Linked DNA regions of Sus scrofa: region 1 is linked to region 2. The links are chromatin contacts, called in public Hi-C maps. All regions are on one chromosome and are shown on one strand. Each heading gives the region's core, a stretch centred on a gene start, on an enhancer-like site or on the middle of the called end of the contact. The rest is flanking DNA. Distances are from core to core; before and after follow the strand shown. Region 1 holds the start of ZNF598 (E3 ubiquitin-protein ligase ZNF598). Region 2 holds the start of KCTD5 (BTB/POZ domain-containing protein KCTD5).

Evidence for each region. Hi-C and Micro-C count contacts between places; a contact is called where the count stands out from the background.
Region 1: a Hi-C map of liver shows a contact between it and region 2, with 8 times the contacts expected there. The contact joins the promoter of ZNF598 here to the promoter of KCTD5 in region 2. A contact is called at or near these places in 1 of 5 promoter capture datasets (liver) and 2 of 47 Hi-C or Micro-C datasets (both in liver).

What each region holds. Positions count from the first base shown.
Region 1 is chr3:39,960,691-39,965,785 of Sscrofa11.1, reverse strand. It overlaps ZNF598 (E3 ubiquitin-protein ligase ZNF598), which reads right to left and starts at 2,890. Exons shown (of 12, transcript XM_013987818.2): 1 at 2,618-2,890. The coding sequence starts at 2,842.
Region 2 is chr3:39,427,756-39,432,908 of Sscrofa11.1, reverse strand. KCTD5 (BTB/POZ domain-containing protein KCTD5) reads left to right here and starts at 3,301. Exons shown (of 6, transcript XM_013987853.2): 1 at 3,301-3,601. The coding sequence starts at 3,350. PDPK1 (3-phosphoinositide-dependent protein kinase 1) reads left to right here. Exons shown (of 14, transcript XM_021086751.1): 14 at 1-2,981.

The DNA.
Region 1 (5,095 bases), core at 1,641-4,140, 530 kb before region 2:
CCCAGGCTGGCACACCTGAGCCGGGCCAGAAAGTGGACCCAGGGTGGGCTCAGGAAAGGACCAGAAGCACAGAAGAGGCTTAAGGAAGGAAAGTGGCCGTGGGCACACAGGCTCAAGGCGTGGTCGTTTGAGGAGGGCGAGCAGGTTTGGAACCAGGGAGTGGGATGTGGCAGTGCCCACTGCCCCTCCTGGACAGGGTGGAACCAGGACTGGCCCCCCAGGTCAGCACAGACAACAGGACAGCAGTGCAGCCTGGTGTGGCCGGAGTCCCCGCCCCAGCAGAGAGCGAGGCGAGCAGCGAGACCGAGTGAATAGACAAGGATGAGGGCGTGGTAGCCTGGCCAGGGATGGGCAGGGATCCAAGCGGCATGGCCCAAGCCCCAGCCTCCCTGGTGATCACCCTTATAGGAGGGGATCAAGGATCCAAGGACAGAGGCACAGGTCAGGCCTAGATCCTAGATGATGGACGCGCAACGCTGCCTCCTGGGCAGGCACAGGGAGGCGCTAGGTCAGGCTGGAGGAATTAACAAGGGAGCTGGTGGTTCTCATTGTGGCTCAGCAGTAAAGAACCTGACTAGTATCCATGAGGTTGCAGGTTTGATCCCTGGCCTCCCTCAGTGGATTAAGGATCCGGTGTTGCCATGGGCTGTGGTGTAGGTCACAGACGAGGCTCAGACCCCAAGTTGCTGTGGTTGTGTAGGCCAGCAGCTGCAGCTCCGATTCAATCCCCAGCCTGGGAACTTCCATATGCTGTGGGTGTGGCACTAAAACAAAAACAAAAAAACACCAAGAAGGGAGCTGGCCAGTCCCAAAAGCATCTTGGTTCGCTCTCCTCCCATTTTTTTACAAAGACTCAGTCCCGTAACAGAGGCAAAGACGAGTCAGGGGTCAGGGGTTGCTGTGGGATTCCCAAGTGGACACAGGACACGGGAAGTATTCAGAGGACAGCGTAGGACTTTGCAAGGGACAAGGGGGATGGGGGATGGGGATGGGGGAGTTCCAAGTTCAAGAGTGGGAGGGAAGCAAGATGAATGGAGAAGAGCATCATCTCCCCAAACTTCCCAGGTCACCCTCTGGCTGCCGAGCAGTTCGGGGCAGGCCCAAGAGGAAGGCCAGGCTCAGCCAGGGCACCTGATGCCAAACCACCCCACAGCTGGTGCCAAACACCAGCTCATGCCCACGCCCCCTTGCCACAGAGAGCACTGGAAGGGCGTGGGACCCACATGGAATGAGAGAGGCCAGATGCTAGCCATGGTAGCCATGTATAGATGTGTGCTCACTTCCTGAGTGAGACCTGCAGTGCCCAGGGCCTGGCACTCTGCTCTGCCTGCCTGCCTGCCTGCCTGCCTGCCTGGAAGGAACCTCCAGGTGCTGGGAAACCTGGCCGGTCAAGGATTACATCACATCACCAAGACTGGCCAGCAAGGCAGGCTCTGGCGAAGCTGGGACGTGCCTTCTGACTAAGTCACAGATCGAAGGTTTCCCTGACTGCTCCAGCACCAAGAGCTCTCCCAGATCCGGGGCCGTCTCTGTCCACCCGACTGTAGACTGACGGCATCTCCAAGGGTCTTTCTTTTTTTGGCTAACACAAAGAATAGGCCCCCAGTGGGCCTTCAGCATCTCCTTGGCTCCATGACCATAAATGTCTCGTTAACAAAAGTGAAAAAACCACGTTTCTGCATCACTTCTAGGAAAAGGAAAGTCAGACTCCCTGGCACATGTCACCAGCCCAAGCTTTCCATGAAGAAACCAGGGGAATTTCACAACTCTGGAAGCAAACAGATCTCAAAGCACAGCGAAGCAAGGAGCTCCAGCTAGGTACTCGCAGCCAGCAGCTAGCAGCTGGCATTGTGGAGCAGAGCTCCGTGGTGCCCCCCACTTCCCCAGGGCTTCCAAGTCTTGACAGTCAGAAACTCCCTCCCCTCTACTCTGGAGCAGAGCCCCACCAGCTGGAACTGGCAAAGAGGAGAAACACTTGCTCACACTTTTACTCCCACCCCCCAGGTACCCTGAGGAGACCTCGGTGGTTCTGCTTTCCTTTCTGGTGGGCCGGTCTAAGTGCAACTGTCACTTAATAGAAGAAAAACGCCAGTCTCAGAGGAGTCTCCTGAGCATCACCCAAGGAGGCCCAGAGACACAGCTAGGCTGGAAATGCTCAGTTGGAGCCTCTGCTTCCAAGACAGACTGTCTCCGAAGGTGCTCACTTTCCCCGTAGCCTCCATGGGAACGGAGACCCCTGAGGAATAACCTCCCAAAGATGAGCAGGTCGAGGCGTGTCTGCTTGGATCATCCCTTCCTGTGGCCCGGCAGGAATTACCGAAGCGCAGGAAGAGAAGTCCCCAGGCTCTGTCTCTCCAGGGACATCTGCCTCTTCAAACCAGTTCGGCCACCTCCTGCCCCCCAGCCCCAGACCCCCCACAGTCGGCCCCAGGATCGGTACCCCGCCCCAGGTGGCCCTGCCAGGCCTCTCTTTTGGAAGCCGGCGCCACCAGGGCCGCAGCCGGACATCAGAAAGGCAAAGTCCCCTTCCGGCCGCCGGGTGCCACGCCGCCCCGCCCGGTCGCGCCCCCGCGCCCGCCTCGGTGCCCCGACGCGCGGCCCTGCCGGCGCGGCCCACCTGGCGCAGCTCCTCGCGGCACACGGCGCAGTAGCGTTGCTCGCACAGCACCCGCATCTTGGTGGAGCAGCGGTAGCACACCGGGTGGTCGCAGCGGCCCAGCGCAGTGGCCTCCAGGTCGCCGCAGCACAGCACGCAGCTCCCGCCACCCCGCTCGGGGCCCGCCGCCGCCGCCGCCTCCAGCGCCGCGCGCCGCCCCTCGGGGCCCGCCGCCGCCGCCGCCATGGTCCGGGATCCGGCCCCCTCCCGGCCGGCGCGGCGCGGCACGGCCAGACTCCCGGCGGGCCCACCCCTTCCGGGGCGACGTCACCGCCCCGCCCAGCAACGGCCCCGCCCGGCGGAAGTGCGCTCGCGACTTCCGCATCAGCGAGGTGCAGGCTAGAGCGGCGCTACCCGCACCGGCGCTCTAGCCGGAGCTGACAGCTCGGAGGTCGCCCGCAGCCCTGGCGTCCGGCCACAAGCATCGGGCTCCCCTTTGCTCGGACCCTCCCCTCCCGGAGCAGTGAATGTTTTAGTGTAAGTGTGTCCCAAATATCAATGGGTCATACTTATATTAAAATGTTGTTCGGGAGTTCCCGTCGTGGCGCAGTGGTTAATGAATCCGACTAGGAACCATGAGGTTGCGGGTTCGGTCCCTGCCTTTGCTCAGTGGGTTAACGATCCGGCGTTGCCGTGAGCTGTGGTGTAGGTTGCAGACGCGGCTCGGATCCTGAGTTGCTGTGGCTCTGGCGTAGGCCGGTGGCTGCAGCTCCGATTCAACCCCTAGCCTGGGAACCTCCATATGCCGCGGGAGCGGCCCAAGAAATAGCAACAACAACAACAAAAGACAAAAAGACAAAAAAAAAAAAAATGTTGTTCGTTGTTCAGCTGAAACAAATTTCATTGGGAGTGTTGTATTTTTACTTGCTAAATATTGCAACCTTATTAAGAACCCAAATGTCTCTCCAACCCAGATCTTTCTCTCGTATTTGGGACACGCATGCGCCCAGACACAAAGACAGTCCCCGTCAGAAAAGGCAATTCAGGAGTTCCCATCGTGGCGCGGTGGAAACGAATCCAGCTAGGACCCATGAGGTTGCGGGTTCGATCCCTGGCCTCGCTCAGTGGGTTAAGGATCTGACATCGCCATGAGCTGTGGTGTAGATCGTAGACGCGGCTAGGATCTGGCGTTGCTGTGGCTCTGGCAACATCCCAGCTGATTAGACCCCTAGCCTGGGAACTTCCATATGCCGTCCCGCTACAAAAGGCAGGTGGAGAACTTGTCCTCTTCATGGCTGGGCCCACCCAGCTGAGTAGGGTGGGAGGCTTGATGTGGAGCAACGTACAGGGCACGTTTGCTGAGGGGATGGTAGTCAGTTCCAGAGCTTCAGGTCTATGCAGCTTTTGGGGTGCCTCCTCGATACCCTCGGGGTCCAGGCACGCTCAGACGTCCCTTCTGCTCAGAGAGGCCAGTCCAGATCTGAACGCTTCTAGAAAAGAGACAGTGTGTTGTGACAGTGATGTGAGCTTGGACTTTAGAATCAGACGTGAGCTGCAAACCCAAGGTCTACTACTTATTTGCTGGCAACATCGATCAGCTCATTGACCCTTTAGCTTCCTCATTTGCAGAACAGGGATCATTGAACCAGTTAGCCTGGTGGATTGGCCGTATGCAGGTGCCATCTCACCCTCAGAAAACCCTGCAAAAGGACAGTAAGGGAAGCAAAGACTCTTTTTCCCTGAGCTCAAAGAGGAGGGGAGGGGAGAAGCAGCTAGAGAAAGACTTAAAATTGTGGAGTGAGTTGAAAAATGTGGAGGAGTTCCCACTGTGGCCTCTCATCAGTGCTGGGATGCAGGTTCAATCCCCTGTCCGGCACAGTGGGTCAGGGATCTGGTGTTGCCACAGCTGCCACATAGGCTGCATTCGCAGCTGGCTCGGATCTGATCCCCAGCCGGGGAGTTCCATATGCCTCAGGGCAGCCAAAAAAGAACAAACAAAAACAAAATATGGAGGCAAACATAAGGAGAAATAGCTGAAAGAGTTAGAAGCAGCTGCCCATGAAGGGCAGGAAGGGGTATGAAAGGTAGACCTGGGTCGGCTTTAATTTTTCTCTTATGCCAGCATTGGATTTATGATCTTGTTATGATCTTGGATTATGTTATATTGAGAATGACAAAACGGAGAGATTTTCTCATTCACAGTGTCCTTAGGATGGGGTTCCTGTCGGGAACCAGGGTCTGTGCCTAGAATGGAGGCCATGCATACGAAGCAGACGGGGTTCCACCCCCCCCCACCAAGGGCTTGGTCCAGTGTGGGGGGACATGTGCAAAGAGTCAGAAGCCTTGATTAGGATCAGTCAGCTTCTCCGAGGGGCTGTGCATGGATGAAAAGAAGGGCGAGCCCCAGAAAGGTGACTCTTGGGGACCCTTAGGGTCCAGATTCCTGGTTGGGGAGGCCTGGCAGAGACCTTTGTCCCTGGGCCCTGGGCTCAGGGCTGA
Region 2 (5,153 bases), core at 2,052-4,551:
GAGACGGTCCCACAGCGCGTGGCCTCTCTTGGCCCAGAGGTGGGGAGGGGCAGCCGGAAGGCCGCGGTCTCCCCTGCTCCCCCTCTGCTAGACGGCCGCCGTGCCTTGCCCTCTGGGAACACAGGGGAGCTGCACTTGGATGGGGTGGCTTCCTTACCTTTTCCTGTGACCTGACCAGGGCAGTGGGCAGCCCTGTGGGACCATGAAGCCCCACCCATGAGTGGCACCGCTGCCTGCCTGCCGTTCTGAACTTGACTCGGGAGGCTGGTCACATGCTTGCTCTGAGAAAGATGGCTCTGGGGGTCATGCCAAAGCGGACGGGCACTGCGCCTACTCCAGCCCTCTTGGGGGCTCCTCTCTTCTATGTGTGGTGCAGGCCTGCAGGAATTGCAGGGAACAGCCTGTGGCACAGACTCCTTAGGACAGGGTGCCAGCGCAGGGGGCTCTGGGTGACTTTGTACTTTCTGAAAACATGTGTCTCCTAAAAAAAATCAACTGTAGGCTCAGCACCCAGGAGAGACCACTGTGAGCATACCGAGTGTAGCCTGCCGCCCGCCTCCCCGCAGCACACGTGTTTGCTTCTGCACCTGAAGTGGGAACATGAAACATACACCGTTTGGCATCCAGCTTTTTTTCACTTGGTATTTATCTTCCTGTCATGTCATGAACAAAATGATTCAAAAACCTTGTTTCTAATGATTTTAGAGTTTAATGGTTAATATTTTTTATCATAATTTATCTGACCATTTCACTGCTAGAACACATTTAGATTATTTCTGGTTTTTCACTATTTAAATAATGCTGTGATGAATATCCTTATAAATCTTTCGATTGTTGACTCTGATCTCCCCCCCCCCGCCTCAGATTCCTAGAAGTGGTATTTTTGGGTTAAAGAGTTTGTTCATTTTACAGTCAGTATAGTCTCCTCCTCTGTCAGGATCTGTTGCCTAGATGCTCAGAGTTCCCGTACAGAACTTCCTTAGTTGTGTCCTGTAGATACTGAACAAATCAATTTCTGGCAAGCCGTGTGTTCCCAAAAATGTTTGAATAAGACTGCTTTTTTTTTTTTTTTTAATGCTAAAGTAATGTCATTACCGCTGGCCATTAGTGACATGTTTTTCCAAAAGCCAATTCCTTATTTTCATTGAAAGAACCTGGTTTTGCTTGCATGTTAACTTCCCATCCCTGCTTCTACAGCTTTCAAGTGCTTGGTGATATTTACAGAATCTTGTACTTTGTGTCCACAATGGTACTGAATTTGCATCTGCACAGTCAGCAGAGATAAAAAGTGTTGAACTGACCTTGCCACATACTTAGTGGATGATTTGTAATTAAGCTTATAGACTCAGTACATCAGGCCATTTGGAATCAAAGAGCAAAGGCTCTACTTGAAGAAGAAACCATGTAGACAATTGGATTTTACAGAAGAGTGTTTGCCCCCTTGTTCTTCCCATCGTAGGACTCGGAGCGTCCAAGGCCCAGCGGCTCAGCAGAGCACCCTGGCCAGGCCTCTTCATGGTAGAACATGATGGACCCGGCTGAGAAGGACTTAAGGGTTTTCCTCCCCTGTCCCCCCGCCCCCGGCCCCGGCCCCAGTGTTGCAGGTCGTCTAGTTGTCTTTAAAGTCCAGACCCCCCAAATTGGGTTTTCTTCCTTTCTCCTGTTTAGTTTGGGGTCTGTCAATTCTGAGGGGAAACATGCATGAGATTTTTCGAGGTGCCACGCTTAGTGCCACTTGACTATGCCAGAGACGCCGGCTGGATTGTGTGGAATTAGGTCTCCTACCTTCCTCTGACACCCCAAATTCCCTTCTCCCGGGGACAGTCCACAGACTGAGGCAGAGGCAGCAGCCACTGGGAGAGCATGGAGAGTGTGTGCAGGTACTATTCTTGGAGATAGTGCTGTATATATGCGGTTTGCCATACTGTTTCTTTTCATATCCAAACTTAACATGAACTGATGGTGACTCAGGTGGGTGTGGCCCTTGCCCCTTAGGCAGACTCCATGGCAAGTGCCTTAAATCAGGGCAGGTGTCACTCCCAGAGCCTCTGAGGGTGCAGGCTGCTGGCCCAAGAGTGCAGGGTTGTAAATTAGGCTGCCTGTGGAGAACTGGTCTGGGGAGGAAGCTCTTCCGGCAAAGGGCAGTTTTACCTGTAGTTCAGACAGCCATGGTGGGCAACTAAACAGGCCTCATGTGTACCAGAATTTACCCAGAACTCATTTCTTCAGTATGAAGAACGACCAAACTTTATGTACAGAGAACTTTTTACAAAAGGCGCACCTTTTTTAGCTGTGGGGTCCACCCTCGTCTAACCCTTCTGGCTGCCTGACTATAAGTAGGGGCCATTTTGCTGGTGAAAAGCCTCTGCCATGATCCTACGTTTGATTGGACACTGACAAAATCAAAGTTTCGCAATATTTAGAGCTGCTGTAGCTATTAACAACACAAAATAGGATGAATCAGTAGTATGCTAGCTGTCTTTCAGGTTGGTGGCAGTCAGAACATGTGTAATATTCTCTACCTGGTCTGTAGCTGTAACTGTGATGTACAGGCAAAGCAAATATTAAAAAAAAAAAAAACTTACGGAAACAAATAATGCAATGATATTAGGATATACACTTTTGTATTTTTATTCTTATATAAGGTTATTTGCTGGCTATTGTTGGCCTCTAGTTCAGTCTGTGTTATTTAAAATCTAATATATGAATTATTTGGGTTGAATTCATGTTCGGGCCACGTTGTTGTATGTATTGATGTACAGCCTTGAATGTGAATAATTATTGTAAACTATATTTTACAACTTTTTTTCTGGCTTTATTATATAAATTTTCTATTTGGTCGATGATTTAATCATATCATAATTTAATGAATCTGTTTATTCTTTTTTTTCAAATATTTGTGCTTTAGGTGTAGTTACCGGATGATGAATTTTCCACGTATGCTCGGTAGCCTTGTAATAAAAAAGCATGTAGAATGTAGACGCTCACTGATGTAGCTTTCTTTGGCCGGGGCGCGGGTCGGGCGTCGCAGGGCGACCTGAATTCGGGGCCAGGAACAGGGTGTTCGGGCACAGCGCGCGCCCGGCGAAGACCGGCCAGCCCCTCTCAAGCGCGACGCCGGGCTCCACCGCCGCCTGCCCACAAGGGCGATGCCGGACCACGCCGCGCCGGACTTGGCCGGAAGGGGGCACGGCCGGCCGCTTTTCCGGACCGGAACTTCCGCCTCCCGCGTGACGCCGGGGTGGGCGCCTTACGAGGGCGGACCCGTGGGCGGGACAGAGCCCGGAGGACTGTATTAAAGGCCGGACGCTTCCGGCAGAGGGGAGCTGTGGCCGGGCTTGCTGGGATCATGGCGGAGAGTCACTGCGAGCTGCTGCCGCCGGCCCCGGGCGGCCTCGGGGCGGGGCTGGGGGGCAGCCTGTGCCGCCGCTGCAGCGCGGGGCTCGGCACCTTGGCCCAGCGCCCCGGCAACGTGTCCAAATGGGTCCGGCTCAACGTCGGCGGCACCTACTTCCTCACCACTCGGCAGACGCTGTGCCGGGATCCGAAATCCTTCCTGTACCGTTTGTGCCAGGCCGACCCCGACCTGGACTCGGACAAGGTGAGGGCCGCGCGGGCCAGCCAGGAGGATTCGGGCCGCCCCCGTCGGCGGCCCCACACACACCCCCTGACCCACTCTGAGAGAACCGCCCCGGCTCCGGGTCTCGCTGCCCCCTGCTCACCAGCCCGACCGGAGCCCCCGACTCCCTGTCCTGGGCCGAGGATGAACAGGATGGCGCCCTGGCTCCCACCGCCCTCCGAGAGCCCCAGCCACTCCCCCTCGGGGTGTCTGTCTCGCCCTCCTCTGCTCTTCCGCGGAGGAGGTTTCCCAGACCCCGGACTCTGCTGGGATCTACTTTCTTTTCTCTCCTAGGTTCTTTTGCCCCCGCCGGGAGCACCTTCTCTTCTCCGTCCCGGTGTACTGACTGGCTCTGGAATCCCGAATCCCCATGTTCCCCTCATTTTCTCACATTCCAGACGTTTTACTTAACGTTAGCGTGGGGTTTGATACTAGTGGCCTGCCTTTCTCAGTGACTTGCATTTAGGGAGTTGGCGCTCCATCGTTTTCAGCCACAACACGCACCCACACAACAGTCTCAAAAAGTGCCGTCCATAGAGTGATTTTCGAAGGGAATGTGGCTCATATTGAGGCGTGGCTCAGGGGTGTCAAGGAAGGGCCAGATAGGAAATCTTTTTCAATCTACTTTCTCATTAACCTAGTTTTCCTGCTGCTCTCTCAAAAGGATAGGAGTTTCTAGGTTGGTTTGCTGCTTGTGTTTCATCAGACTGTTGTGCAGGTGATAATAGAAGCTGTTTCGATTATTACTTAAAGAATTGTCTCGGCAGCTGTATGGCATCGAAACTCAAAAAAAGGCTGTGCTGGAAGAAGAGTTATTCCCTGTACGTATCCTAGGCGGTTCACAGGCCTTATCCTAACTTTCCTGCCTTTGGCTTGGGCCTACGTAATTGCCCTTGGCCTTGTGCCTTGCCAGCCCAGCATTTGCCAGGCATAGGCTTCCCAGAAAGAGTGTGATCCCTTGTCCAGATCCAGAAGCCCGACCGAGATCATCCTCAGAGTGGCCTGACCTTAGGATCGGGAAATGAGACCTCGAGTGACCACAGAACCACCAGTCCTGGGTAGAACTAGGGTTGAGATGCCAGCGCTCCTGCCGCCCACCCGCACCTCCCCCAAGCCTCAGCTGTGTCCACTGATCGTTTGACCAAGCTCCGCTCTCGGAGAACTGGCCTCCCAGAAAATGACAGGCATCTCCAGGATAGAAACAGGCTTTTGTTAGCTGTGATTTTCCTTTTATAGCGTGGCTGTATGTTTTACTGTTCTGTTTTTCTTTTTAAACAGTGGGTCTTAGTGGTCATTCCCTTGCATTTCTACTTGAGCGTTTTCCAGTTGTGCATATGGAGTCCGATTTTACATTGCTCTTGTTCACGGGGTTGTTTTGAGGCACTGGCTGTCAATGCACTAGACGGATTCAGAGTTTGCACAGTTCAGGCAATTCATCTCTTTATTTTACTGTCTCGAGACTATTTAAAAACAATTATCATGTACTGTATAGGAGTCCTTTGGGGCAAGTAATTAGTTAATCTCAGAATATATC